Regions from separate parts of the Hordeum vulgare genome. Here region 1 is linked to region 2. The links are chromatin contacts, called in public Hi-C maps. All regions are on one chromosome and are shown on one strand. The core of a region is the stretch at or near the end of the contact, and the rest is flanking DNA. Distances in the headings are between cores, read along the strand shown. Region 1 holds the start of LOC123444155 (calmodulin-2). Region 2 holds the start of LOC123444133 (myb family transcription factor PHL7-like).

The links. Hi-C and Micro-C count contacts between places; a contact is called where the count stands out from the background.
Region 1: a Hi-C map of seedling shows a contact between it and region 2, with 3 times the contacts expected there. The contact joins the promoter of LOC123444155 here to the promoter of LOC123444133 in region 2. A contact is called at or near these places in 3 of 6 Hi-C or Micro-C datasets (leaf and seedling).

The regions. Positions count from the first base shown.
Region 1 is chr1H:448,681,789-448,688,759 of MorexV3_pseudomolecules_assembly, forward strand. It overlaps LOC123444155 (calmodulin-2), which reads left to right and starts at 1,557. Exons shown (of 2, transcript XM_045120788.1): 1 at 1,557-1,727; 2 at 3,174-3,764. The coding sequence starts at 1,652. The coding sequence ends at 3,547. It overlaps LOC123413634 (probable calcium-binding protein CML9), which reads left to right and starts at 4,715. Exons shown (of 1, transcript XM_045106573.1): 1 at 4,715-5,710. The coding sequence starts at 4,843. The coding sequence ends at 5,298.
Region 2 is chr1H:448,313,412-448,320,978 of MorexV3_pseudomolecules_assembly, forward strand. LOC123444133 (myb family transcription factor PHL7-like) reads left to right here and starts at 3,104. Exons shown (of 7, transcript XM_045120763.1): 1 at 3,104-3,406; 2 at 5,066-5,280; 3 at 5,874-5,950; 4 at 6,033-6,075; 5 at 6,176-6,233; 6 at 6,365-6,434; 7 at 6,742-7,319. The coding sequence starts at 5,073. The coding sequence ends at 7,083.

The DNA of each region.
Region 1 (6,971 bases), core at 307-2,806, 370 kb after region 2:
GAGCCGAACCTCATTGAATGGACAAATTATGTAGTACTGGATATTACCTAATGCAAGTAGGGTTCTGAATCCACTATCGGCGACGAATCCGTATAATTTTTCTTTTTGAATTCATCTTCAAATCCGAATTTTATTCATGTTGTGCATATATTATATCCATGATGATGAATTTTCCACGACATTTAAAGGTAGCAACCGCGGTCAGATGCACGGCAAGCCGTAGCGCATCAGACACTTTCCCTATTAATGAAACATGTAACCTTACTAGTTGTTCGGTTAACAGTGCTTTATAACATGCAACATGGCACTCAAAGTCAAGTAAGCATAATTGCAACTTAATTTGAGTAATGGAAACCGGAAGGATAATCAATTTTTTTCATTTTATTTCTTTTATAATCATTGACACACATGTCAACTACTCCCACCGTTTCCAAATATAACTATCTTTAGAGATTTTAATACTGATTACATACGGATGTATATATACATGTTTCAGAGTATAGATTCAATCGTTTTGCTTTGTATGTAGTCAATATTAAAATCTTCAAAAGGTTTTATATTTAGAAATGTACCCTGTTCAAAAATTCGTTCGATTAACCAATTAATTTGCCGATTAACCCCTACTCATAAGATCACCGAGTAATCGATTAAGTGGTAAATCGCCCGATTAATTGATTACATGGGCGATTAACTTACCGATTAGACTATTAATCCCGTACTCGTCAACCAACCGAGCAGCTACCAGTTAACGATTTCCTCAACAATGAAAATGAGGGGAGTATACTAGTTCCAAACTATTCATATGTCTGCCCTTTGTCCGTCTTTTCCCTTTGCAACCCAGGAAGAATGGAAGGAAATCCTTCGATAACAATTCTTCCTTAGTTGAAGAAATGGTATTCGATGCCCGTGGAAACTCTTTCATTTAAACAAATGTTCTTCTTAGGAAGCAAATCACATTTTCTATTGAATTGTCCACTAGCCCAGACCTATGTAGATTTAATATTATGCATCACCACATGTTCCCAAGGACTAGCAAAATCGAAATAGTATTTTTTTTATCATTCTCTTTTCTTGCTTAGCCCTTTATCTCCTTTGGGATGCTTCACACACCGTTATAGTTTTTCATCGTCGACATGGTAAAGAATGGACATACAATCACTCACAACCATCATCTACCAGCTCTTCACCGTAGGGGTCCTTCCGAACTCTCGCTACCAAGTCTTTGTTAATCTACAACCGATGTTATTCTAACGAAAACAACTTGAAACTCAACGGAGCCTAAAAGTGATTCCTAAACCACTAAACCATATACAAAGAATAAACACGGAAACCATGGTTGCGCAATCGGAGTATGGATGGAACCATAGATTGCCAAGGATCCAAGCAAGGAAAAAGGGCCAAGAGGAGGGAATAAAAAAAAGGAAAGGGGAAGAAAAAGAAAAGGAAAAAGCAAAAAGCAAAGGGAAACTGGATACACGGCCCGCGGCTCCAGGAAACAAACCTTCCCCCTCGCCAGCCGCCACCGGTCTATAAAACCCAGCCCACGGGGGCACGCACAGGCCATCATTCCCCACCACCGAGCCCGGTTTATTCCCCCCTTCGCGCAGCCGCCCCCGTGTCTCGTGCGCACCTTCTCGAAGCTTCCTCCCCCATGGCGGACCAGCTCACCGACGAGCAGATCGCCGAGTTCAAGGAGGCCTTCAGCCTCTTCGACAAGGATGGCGACGGTACCCCCCCCCCCCCCTCTCCCCCTCCCCCCGCTCTCCCGCGCCCGGCCGGATCGTGCTCGGGCGGCCCCCGATCCGGCCGAATTGGGTTTTTGTCCCGGAGCGCTGTGGCTAGGGCTCTAGATCCGGGCGGCCATGCCTGGGCTGTGTGGTCGTTTTAGGACTTTCGCGTTGTTCTGGCCCTGCGCGGGATGGATGCTTGCATCCGGTGGGATCGTTCGTTTGCTCTGGCTAGCTGTTTGTTCTGTGCCCGACTGCAGGCCGTTTGTCTTGTTGAGGCGATTCGGTTCATGGCTGTAGGATTTGGGGCTGCTCCTGTGCGAGGAGCAGCGACTGGCTGCATTTAGGAGCTAGGGTTTAGAGCTGTCGAGTGTTTCGGAATTTGCAGTGATACAGATGCGAATCAGGTTGTTCTTCGTGTACTACCACAAACAACAAAGGTTAAATGCTCTAGCAGGGTAGCACGAGTAGCTCTTAGGCATTCCCGTTGCTGGTAGTTGGGCCAGTTGAGGGTTCTGTGTGGTTTTTAATGATAGGGTCGAATGCACCAACGGTTGGACCTGATGGACAATTTGATGCGTTGATCTGGTTGTGATCTACAGTACTAGTGGCTGCTTGATGTCAAGGATTAGTAAGGATTCGGGGTTGCGATTAGCTCTCCTTTGTATAACCTGACACTCAAGAGACTTTGTGGTTACAGTATGATCTAGCTTCTGACAGCGTATAACTCGGAGATCTAGTGTTAACCGTCTAGTCTAAGACCAACATTTGATTTGTCGATTCCTCTTTTCTAGTAGTGTCAAAGCTCATTTCTGCAATATTTAATACTACTCTAGTTATTTCCTTGCTTGGTAGTAGTATGCATGATGACTTGTTGAATTGTATGTTGACTTCTGATTTCATCATTTGTTAATGAGCAGCAAGAACTACATCATTATTTACTTGATGGGATACAACCTGATTAATGCTAAAACCTAAGCATTGCCTTCTTAAGGCTTCTGCGTGTACGCCGTCCATCATTTCTTCAGATGATCCATAAATTGATTTCTAGAATTCAATATGTTGGAATGAACATCAGTGACACATTAGGAATGCGTCTGGCAAGTTGGACCTATCTTTTTGTTCCCTCATGTTACCCTGTCGGACTATAATATTTAAACTGTACTGCTTATACTGCAAGACAGACACATAGTACTTGTTTAGATCCATGTTTGTTTAAGAACCCCGCCCGTTGCAACTTGCAGCTCCTTGTGGTTACATTATGTAAGTGGCCAACATGCTGATTAGTGGTACTATCATTATGCCATATCCTGTGTTGTTAGGACATTAACAAAGATAGTCCCACATTGCCTAAACAGACCAATTCTTAAATCCCTGGTAGTTAACTTATTCTTGTTTTATTTCGTAGTGCTGAGCAAATGCTTATCGATATTTGATTTTGTGCAGGTTGCATCACCACCAAGGAGCTCGGAACCGTGATGCGATCCCTTGGGCAGAACCCCACGGAGGCGGAGCTGCAGGACATGATCAACGAGGTTGATGCGGACGGCAACGGCACCATCGACTTCCCAGAGTTCCTGAACCTGATGGCGAGGAAGATGAAGGACACGGACTCGGAGGAGGAGCTCAAGGAGGCCTTCCGCGTGTTCGACAAGGACCAGAACGGCTTCATCTCGGCTGCAGAGCTGCGCCATGTGATGACCAACCTCGGGGAGAAGCTGACGGACGAGGAGGTGGACGAGATGATCCGGGAGGCGGACGTGGACGGCGACGGCCAGATCAACTACGAGGAGTTCGTCAAGGTCATGATGGCCAAGTGAGGGGGGCGGGGCGGGCCCTCCCACGGAAAATAAGCTTTAGTTTGCTCTCAAGTGGATTGGAAATTTGGAAATGCCAGACAGACTCGAAAGTTGTATTTTGTGCTGTGTGATCGTTTTTTAAGCACTGTTGGGTAGCTGGTGGGGTTATCTCTGTGTAGCGGTGTAGTCGTGTGGAGCAACATTGGATTACCTGGTTTCTTTTGGTTTGTGGCACTCATCCTGCGCCTGTTTGGTCTCTGTCTTGTCATGGGATTTAGGGTCTCTGCACCAGGTTGTGCGGGATGCTTGCTTTATTTGAATGGGGGCGTTTGACAACTCGGGTCATAGTTTTCGCTGAACTTCTCTGCGCTCGCGCTTGTTCCTAACAAGTTCGGATTTCTTTAGGAGTTCCTGTAGTCTTTTACGAACAAAACTAATAAAATGGGAAAAATAATAATGACAAATGGTGGAATGGATGGCGTTTAAGAACTTAGTTTTCGCTGAACTGCTCTGCGCTCACACTTGTTCCCAACAGGTTTAAATTCGATATATTTTTTGAAGAAAACACAAATGCAGAATACAGGTTGGTATGATTGAAATCAATAATTATGGGAAATGGTGGCCACGACAGCGAAACCAAGAGTTGCATTGTTTGAATCTCGACAGGGTAATGGTGCCAGGCTGCATGATCGGGGCTGGGTTGGCTGCTGCCTGGCTCAGCGATTCCCCGCTGTATTATTTCCACGGGCGACCGGAATCACTGGTCACTACTTGTATGTTTTGTATGAACCAGTCCGAAGGTGCGTGCCAGCTCCTTGAAATTATTCCTTTGTCCCTTCGAAGCTGGCCGTCATTTTCGCTTTTAAATATAAGTTTTTAAAAAAAAAATCCTAGGACACTACGTAAGGATGTATACAGATACATTTTAAGGTGTAAATCTATTTATTTTGCTTCGTTTTAGTAAAATCTTGAAAAAATGTATATTTAAAAACGAAGAAATTATGTACTCCCTTCGTTCCTAAATACTATAAGTCTTTCTACAAGTTTTACGAGTGAACTACATACGGATGTATATAGACATACTTTAAACTATAGATTCACTCATTTTGCTTCGTATGTGGACCACTAGCGAAATCTGGAGTAGTATTTAGGAACGGAGGGAGTAGTAAAGTTTCTCATTTTTAAGATAATAAAAAGGAAATCTTCATGTCAAAAGAAAAGCTTCATCATTACGAGCAGCCCGGACATGAATTAGGCCAATCAATCAGGCCACTTCCTACCCAACTCCCCTCCAGCAGCTTTGCTCTGGCTCTGCCATGGCGGCCAAGCTGACCCGGGAGCAGGCGGACGAGTGCAAGGAGGTGTTCGACCTGTTCGACGGCGACGAGGACGGCCGCATCGCCGCGGGCGAGCTGGTCACGGCGCTCCGCTCGCTGGGCCAGAACGTGGACGAGGCCGAGGCGCGGGGCTTCCTCGAGGACGCGGGCGCGGGCGCGGGCGCCGCCGCCGTCGACCTCCCCACGTTCCTGGCCGTGGCGGCGCGCAAGGCCAACGCCGGCGTGTCGGCCAAGCGCCTGGTCGAGTGCCTCGACGCCTTCGACGACGACGGGAGCGGCGTCATCCCCGCGGAGCAGCTGCGGCAGGTGATGCTGACCCACGGCGACCGGCTGACGGAGGAGGAGGCCGACGAGCTTGTCCGCAAGGCCGACCCCCGCGGCGAGGGCCGCGTCCAGTGCAAGGAGCTCGTCAAGGTGCTCATGAACAACAAGTGATCCTCCCGTCGGTCGACGGGCCGAGCGGAGCCATCTTCCCCGCTTCTTCCCTTCTCTGATCGATCGATCTGGGGAGTGATGGATTGCTCTTGGGTGATGAAAATGGCGCCATGTTTCTGAATCTTGTGCCGTGACGGTGTTACTGTGATGCTGGATCGATGTGAATGCTCTGCGCATGCAAAGTTCTGGCTGCAATGTGTATGTGTACTGCATTTCTTTCGTTTGTATGTATAATAGTTGTACGTATACACGAATCGCATATGTGATGAAGATTCTGCACATGTATCAAAGGCATTGGCAGTGCAGATCCAGTGCGCTGCTTCCTTGGTTTCGTTAGTGGAATCGGAAGGACTCGAAAATGAGTATTTACATTCTCCACCGTTTCAATTTACTTCGAATGTTTGTTTCTTGACGGGATTTGCTTCGCATATCAGTACTGTCTTGAGTTAAACTTCACAAATTTTGAGCAAATTTACAGAAAAATTATCACCATCTTTAGTATCAAATCAATACCATTAGATTCATCATTGAATATAGTATCACATCATATATATTTGTCGTTGTACGCATATGGAGAAAGAGGTGATATACTACATGCACAGAGGATGTGTAGATGGAGGGATGTGGCATACATTTAACAAGAGGGAGGAAGAATCCTCCATGAAGAGCTTTACTTCTTCTGTTTTGGAAAATTACGAACTTCGTTTGGCAGGCCTTCGCTCATATTGAGGTTAGACTAGAAGTGGTGAATCGCCGGCTTCTTCATTTGCCGGTGAATGCGTAGGGTACGTGTTGGAGCCGGTTGATCCCCTCCCATTTGCTCCGGTAGGGATGTTAGGATTTGAAGGTAGCAGTTGCATCAATAAATCTCTCACTCTTTCGATGTGTGGACGACGGTGACGATCTGGGTTGACACACATGAGCCCGATCTCCAGCACACTTTTGAGTTCACCGTCAAACTGGCCTCTCAGCCCTTTGTCAGCCGCACAAAGAATTGTATTGTTCTCCTGACATTTCAAGACCTTCTCGATAAGGCTGTTCTTGTCATCGGTCTCTATGGTTGGTTTTTCACCGCAGACAATCTCGAGCAACATCACGCCTAAGCTGTAGACATCAGATTGCCCACATGTCTTTCCGGGCTCAATATTTTTCTTTTTAGAAAAGGAGGTTAAACCTTCCGGTCTCAATATATGCCGGGTCGATGTATGTTCGAGTCCCAATTATATTCATTGTCGCGCGCGAGGTTTGGGTATGGTTGGCTTCCGTCACCAGCCCAAAGTCAGACAGTTTGGCATTGAAGTCCATGTCTAGCATTACATTACCTGGCTTGATATCTCTATGCACGATGGACTTGGGACACTCGGTGTGGAGGTATGCAAGACCGGAGGCAATTCCAATTAGTACGTTGCGCCTGAAACACATAACACATATACTCTGTGTCAGTCTGTGAGACAAGAATAAGATACCTTGAAGTCGAGCTATATTCACTAGGAGATTCATCTGTTTAACATGTCCCCAAAAGAGATTCATAGTTTGTGCGTACCTCCTCGGCCAACCTAGTTGTGAACATGTGTCATCAACCATTACACCGTAGACTTGAGAATCCGAGGCACCAATCTGAGGGTAAAGATGGTCCTCAAGATTACGTTTCTTCATTATTTCATAGATAAGCA
Region 2 (7,567 bases), core at 1,854-4,353:
CCATATGCATCTACTATGATGTTTTCGATGTTGGAGTTTTTGCCGGTTCTTCATTCATAGAGGACTCACATCTATATATCATTGGCATTTTCATATCTGCATGGTCGCTGTTTGGATAGCTCTTGTCGTCCTGAATCCAACAAGCTTGGGTTTGCTCGATTCTGAGCTCGTATGCGAAAGTTATGGCTGTTTCAGTGGCGAGCGATAGTACCGCTGGACCTAGCGGTAGTACAGCTAGAGTTGGCGGTAGTACCGCTGGCCCTAGCGGTAGTACCGCTAGAGCTGGCGGTAGTACCGCTGTCCCAGCGGTAGTACCGCCCCTGGCCAGCGGTAGTACCGCTCCAAGCTTTTAGTACCGTCATCTTTGCGGTTGTACTGCGTCGGACATTTTTGCGAAGACTTTCTTGGCGGTGGTTGGCCCGGTAGTATCTTTGCGCTACCATGGGCTCAGCGGTAGTACCGCTGCAGCCAGCGGTAGTACCGCCGGAGGGTCAGCGGTAGTACCGCTGGGCTCGGGCTGTAAGTGGGGGGTAACGGTCTGATTCCTTCCCCCACTATATAAAGGGGGTCTTCTTCCCCCTTGGCCTTATTTATCCGTTGAGCTCTTGTTCTACCTCCATTGTTGACATTCTTAGAGCTTGCTTACTCTCAATACCTCCAATGCTTCTTGCTTGTTCTTGAGAGAAAAGAGAGAGGAGATCTAGATCCACATTTCCACCAATCACTTTCTCCTTTATGTGAGGGGAACCCCTTGGATCTAGATCTTGGAGTTCTTTGTGAGCTCCTTGTTCTTCCTCTCATATTTCTCCATAGCTTTTGTTGTTGTGGAGGGATTTGAGTGTGAGGGACTTGACCACTTCGTGTGTTCTTGCCATTGCATTGGTTGCATCGGTTTGAGTTCTCCACGGTGATACGTGGAAGTGAAGTTTGAGAAGCTTATTACCTTTGATACTTAGTACCCTAGATATTGTTCTTCGTGGATGCTTTGGCGTCCTAGAAGCTTGGTGGTGTCTCGGAGCTCAATCATTGTGGTGTGAAGCTTCGGGCAAGCGTCGGGGTCTCCAATTAGGTTGTGGAGATTGCCCCGAGCAATTTGTACGGGTACCGGTAACCGCCCCCAAGGGTTGTCACGTGTACGGGTTCGATGACCGCCCCCAAGGTTTGCCATTTGTACGGGTTCGGTGACCGCCCTCAAGGGTCCCTTAGTGGAATCACGACATTATGCATTGTGCGAGGGCGTGAGGAGATTACGGTGGCCTTAGTGGCATCTTGGGGAGCATTGTACCTCCACACCGCGCCAACGGAGATTAGCATCCGCAAGGGTGTGAACTTCGGGATACATCATCGTCTTCGCGTACCTCGGTTATCTCTTACCCGAACCCTTTACTTATGCACTTTACTTTGTGATAGCCATATTGTCTCTTGTCATATATCTTGCTATCACTTAGTTGTTTATCTTGTTTAGCATAAGTTGTTGGTGCACATAGGTGAGGCTAGTTGTTTGAGATTTTGTGCTTGACATATTAAACGTTAGTTTTATTCCGCATTTGTTCAAACCTAAACCTTAATTATTTTAAAGCGCCTATTCACCCTCTCTAGGTGACATCCACGTCCTTTGAGACACGGATCCATTAACACGTTGAACGAATGAAGACGACCGTTTGGTGTGGTACAGTAATAAATAGGAGTTGGCTAATAGAGAATCCGCTGCCAAAACCCCGAATACTTGCAACGCCAAAGCGGGCTCCTTTCCTTTGATGACGCTTTTGCAGCCGATGGCGTCGCCGTCCGGTCGAATTGATCCGCGCCGCTGCCGGCCCCCCGGGGCCTGTCAACTGGAGCCTGCCATCTCCTCCGTGTCGCTCCCGGGCCGGCCGGCCCCGGCCACAGTCCAAGGAAATTTTCAGTGCTACCTGAAGCAAACTGGCAGGGGCAGGTGACCCACCGACCAGACTCCAGGGCGCTGCGTTGAAGGTTGAACAGATCGATATCTATCGTAAAACGGAAGTCCACGCCTTTCTACTTTATCATTTTATTTTTTTTAAAATCCTCCGCGCGCATGCAGCGACGGAGGGTTGATGCATACGAGATGAGATGAGATGACCTGTCGCCCAAGCTTTCTTCTTCCTCGTGGCGGGGGCCTCGCCTCTGCGTTTCTTGTCCAAACCCTCGTCGCTTTTGAGGTACTTTTGCTGGTGAGTCCGAGAGTGCTCGCATCGCAAATCACAATGATTTTTCCGTTCGAGGTCACCTCCCTTTGCCCCCCTTTGCCGTTAGATAGATAGATAGATAGGGGCATCATGGGTGGCCGGCGTTCCCCCTCCTTTCTTCCCCTTGAATCCTTCCTGGGCCATGATTGTACCGGGATCGCTTGCGTCGCACACACTTCTTCCCAGGATCTTTATCTCAGAAAAATAAAAATAAAAAAAAACTTCTTCCTAGATCCTCCTCCGATCGCTGGAACTTTCCAGCTGTATTTTGTAGGCGCGGAGTTATTCGTCTCCCGTTTTGTTCGTCGTGGCAGGGTCTGCTTTTGGGCCGTTTCCAGTTCCCTTCCAGCAACGGGCAAGCATGCATTTTGTTACGTTTTGCCAGCGGTAATAAATGCACGGAAGCGCCTAGCAAGACACGGCTGGGGACTCATGAATGCACGTGCGCCCGGTCCGATGATGGCAAGCGAGGGAAGGGCATGGCGCTGTGCGCCACGTGACGGAGGACGGACGGAGTAGACGGGCTGGGAATGGGACGGGATGGAATGGCAGCGGGGAATCTGCCATCAATGCGGCGCGGCCCCGAAGATTCTCGCGGGTTAAGCAAAGCACAGTCCCCGCAGTCGAACAGTGTCCCCGGCGACGGAAAGCCGTGCTCGCCGCGGCAAACAAACAAAGATCTGGTACAGTGCCACTGCCACTGCCACATCACTAGCGGGTGCTGCTAGTAGCTCGCTGACAGGTCAGGACCCAGGGGGCCGCGGGGCCAGGGCCGGGGGCAGTACTGGTGGATAGGCCCGCCCGGGCCGGCCCACGGTGCGCATCGGAGGGGGAGAATGGTGTAAAAGATCTGTCTGTGTGTTGTGTGTGTGTCTCCGTTCCCAAGCCCTCCGCTCTCGCGGCGTCGCTTTCGCCGGACACCACCACCAGCCGCTTTCCCCTCCCCTCCCCTCCCATTCCCGTTCGCACCACCACCGCTCCCATCCTCGCCTCCCCGCCCGGACCCCAGCGCCCGATTGGGGCATCCGCCTGATTGGCCCTCCACAGCAGCACGCAGCAGCAGCAGCATTTGATTCCCTCTCTCTTTCTCTCTCTATCTCTCTCTCTATCCCCCCGACGAGCGCGGCGCACCTGCGACTGCGAGGAGGCCCCGGTCCCGGTCGCGGCGGCGGCGGCGGCGTCCTTCTTCCGTGCCGGTAAGTAAGCGCCGGCTCCCAGCTCTTCCGCCCCCCATGCCTTTCCCGGTCTCTTACTGAATTCAGGCGTGTCTGCTAGTCAGGGGCGAGGAGGGGGCGGGAAGGGGTTCTGTCTGTTCTGCCCGTGTCTTCCGTGAGGTCGAGATCGCGGCTCGGCGAGGCGTATTGCGGCGGAATTGTGTACCAGGGGCCGGTGAGTGAGTGGCGCTCCTCTCTTGCTAGTGGCGAGCGTAGTCAGTGTGAATTTTACTGACCTCGGAGTGGATTTCCTGGTGTTCCTCGTGAGATTTCCATTCCGTTTGCTGCGGGTGGATGTGAGAAGCGCGGTATTAAATAAATTAAAAACATGGGCAGGGAGGGAGATCACGTTTGGGCGGTGGCGTCGCTTCTGACGTGTTTCTGTGGTGCGAGTAGTGTTTCGGCGATTTCCTTGCTCGTAAGCTTGTTTTGGTTTATGAGCCGTGCGTCGCTGTTCTTGTGCCGGCTTGTGCGATTCTGAGGCCGGAAAAGGCTAGGTTGGATTTTTGTGATGGACATGGTATTTGCGTATGGCCGTGATCTCGATCCAATCGGTTTGATGTATTTTGTACTTGTAGCGTAATTTGGTGATAATCGTCGGATTGGAACCGCTGCTTCCATCAGACTGGCCTTTGGGAGGTGTTCTGTGTAGGGACCTTCTATTGGCATTTGGGAATGACTGAGATTACCTCCAGGGCAGCTGATTCTTTTTTTTCCCCTTTCTTTCAGAGAAGGGATTGCCCTCAGCGTCGTTAACGAAATTTAATTGCGGTTTTTAAGGGCAGAGCAGAGCTTTTTCTTTTTGATGGGAAGGGCAGAGCAGAGCTGTAGTTCCATCCAACATACACGTTGTAAGCAAAATAAACCAGAAGCGCAGCGATAAAATAACATAGCAACTCTCTGTCAACAAACACATTACATAGCAACGAGTTATCAGATTGTTACTACCTCGCTTCAGGAACCACAGGCTCCATTCAGCATTTTACCACAAACTCTATCTGCTGGTGATTCTTCGACATACTGGCGCCAAGCTGCTATCAGTGCCCGGTGCTATTAGTTTTATTTGTCAAACTTTTAGTCTCAGTTGCTGCGTTCAGTTAAGCTAGCTGAACTGGTCTTCGTCTTTTGCTTGAATATTTTTTTTATGTTCCTTCCATGTGGAATTCAGTTAGCAGCCTGGGATGAACTTGTGTTCTTAATGTGATTTGGAGAGGTTATAAAATTGCTCTATTGTCGTTGGCTATTTGGATATTTTGATAGTACCGCTAGAATAAAGATTTTATGTTTTTAGTTACGGTGCTCTGTTGTGTCAATATTGTCTTCCATGTTCAGTGTCGCCCACTTTGCTTATTTACTTGTAGCAGTAGTCCTTTGAGTATAAAAGGCATATTTTCTGAAAAGAGTAGGAGACTTGCCAACTTTTCGAGATCTTGGAATAAATACGCTGACCAAGATTTCCTGAACTGACGACGAGTTCTCCTTGTACCAGAAAAATATGTCGCCTTGCTTACATTCTACCATCAACTTGATATATTCTGTTAGATATACAGGATGGCATCATAATGTAGACTTGTTTCATCCTAAATTATAACATTTCTTGGCCTTACTGATGTGTATGACAATTTCTTACAATTGTTGCAGTACTCTCATGATGTACCATGCTAAGAACTTTTCTGTGCCCTTTGCACCACAGAGGGCTCAGAATAGTGAGCATGTAAGTAATATTGGAGCTTTCGGTGGATCCAACATAAGCAACCCTGCTAATCCTGTAGGGAGTGGGAAACAACGTCTAAGATGGACTTCAGATCTCCATAGTCGCTTTGTGGATGCAATTGCACAACTTGGTGGACCAGATAGTGGGTATTCTCTCTCATGATTTTTTTCTGGTTTTACTTGATATGGTGTATTGAGTGTCATATATATTACGTTGTTGGTTCATTCTGTTTGGCCTCTCACGAACCTTGTCAGCAGCACAAATTCCGAGTGAAAATACTTTTAGATGGTATGGAACAATGCATATCTAGAACCTGCAATTTGGTGGTTTTATGTTGAATCCATTGTGTATCACCATATTAGCAAACTGAAGTTTAATCTAATTGCAACATTCATGTATGAGCACATGTGTGCATTTTTTCAGCATAATATTGAGTATTTCAGGTCATGGGATGTTAACGCACAAGTTTGTCCGATCAAACCGAAATGCATATTCTGATTATGGCCCATTAACACACAAGTTTGTCATGTTTCAAAGAATTATGCCAGGCTGCTAGCAGCTGTTAATATGACCCTTTGGAACTGTGTCTGCCATGTTATCGAACCCTATCGCATTGGAAACTGTTCATGTATTGAAAACAGTAAACAAACTCCTATATTATTTGTTTATTTATCTGAAGTGCCGAGTACGATGCATCCAACATATGTTAATGTTCTGGGTCATCATTATCTTCAGGAGCAACACCTAAAGGAGTACTCACTGTAATGGGTGTACCGGGGATTACAATCTATCACGTGAAGAGCCATTTGCAGGTATCGAATGTCTCTTCTGAGGAGACAGATTATAAACATTTGCCTGGTCACTAATACTCAATTTCCCTTGTTGCTTGTGCAGAAGTATCGCCTTGCAAAGTACATACCAGAGTCTCCTGCTGAAGGTAAATGCCCTTCTGTGATTCATTGCCTTCCTAGCACACTCCCCTTTTTGCCTTCGGTAGTACCAACAACGCTTTGGTTGTTACAACTGCCACCGTGTAGGTTCCAAGGAAGAAAAGAAGGACTCTAGTGATTCCCTCTCTAATACAGATTCTGCGCCGTAAGTGATCTCTCCTCAATTGTCTTCACACATGATTGTATCCTGTAGTAGCATAGGCTTTTTATGCTGGTAGATCTGAACGTTCATAATGAATCACTTAGTTACAGAAATATTCTTCACTTATCTTTCAGGGGTTCACAAATAAATGAAGCATTAAAGATGCAAATGGAGGTTCAGAAGCGGCTCCATGAACAACTTGAGGTTTGTGATGAAAACATGTGAACTTCCTTCAATCATATTTTTTTTCTTCTACTCCGTATAATTTAGTCTGTGACATCCATCCAGTACTCAGGCCCATTCTTAATAAACCATTATTTACCAAAGTTATAAATCGGTGGGTTACTTGTAGATGACTTTGTTCTCGGTTGCCTCTTATTAACTGTTCTTTTATTTTGCTTGCAATATTTATTTGTAATCTCTGAGGTTTATTATTCAGAATCAACCTATTTTTTTGTTTGAATCCTTAAAGGTTAAATTAAATCATCACATATTATTGTTACCTTTTCAGGTTCAAAAGCAATTGCAGTTGAGAATCGAAGCTCAAGGGAAGTATTTGCAGATGATCATAGAGGAGCAGCAAAAGCTTGGTGGCTCACTTGAAGGTTCTGAGGAGAGGAAGCTTTCACATTCACCACCAAGCTTAGATGACTACCCTGACAGCATGCGGCCTTCTCCCAAGAAACCAAGGTTGGATGATCTGTCACCTGATGCAGTCCGGGGTGTAACCCAGCCAGGGTTTGAATCCCATCTGGTCGGTCCATGGGATCAAGAACTTTGTCCCAAGAACATATGCGCTCCTGCATTCCAAGTGGACGAGTTTAAAGCAGACCCTGGTTTGAGCAAGTCATAAAATAAAGCAAAGACTTCCTCAAAAAGGAAATATTTCTGAGTTATTAACCTCCACGGATGGTCGATCGCATGTGAATATATATCTCCTTAACAACAGATTGAGTGCTGTATGGACTTTCGGATCTGCCCCGACCCCTTCAGCCACGACTAAGTGTTGTTTGTCATTGTCGTATTTTGCCATACAGATCTTTGTAATTATGACGATGCTTCTGTTGGAAATATGAGCAATTTACTGAATGGTTTAAAAGGAATAAACAATGGATAGAACATGGTCATTGTAACAAAGATAAGATTAGTCATGCAATCTTGAGGAAAGTAGGCCATAATAACAGAGGCAAGAATTGGTATGAAGTAGGCCGCAATAGTAGAGGCAAGAATTGGCATGCAAGCTGGAGGAGAGTAGTCAAATATCATCTGAACATGTGTGCTAGAACAGATACTAGACCAAGAAGCTCTAGTAGGATCAGGATCTCGAACAGAAAAGT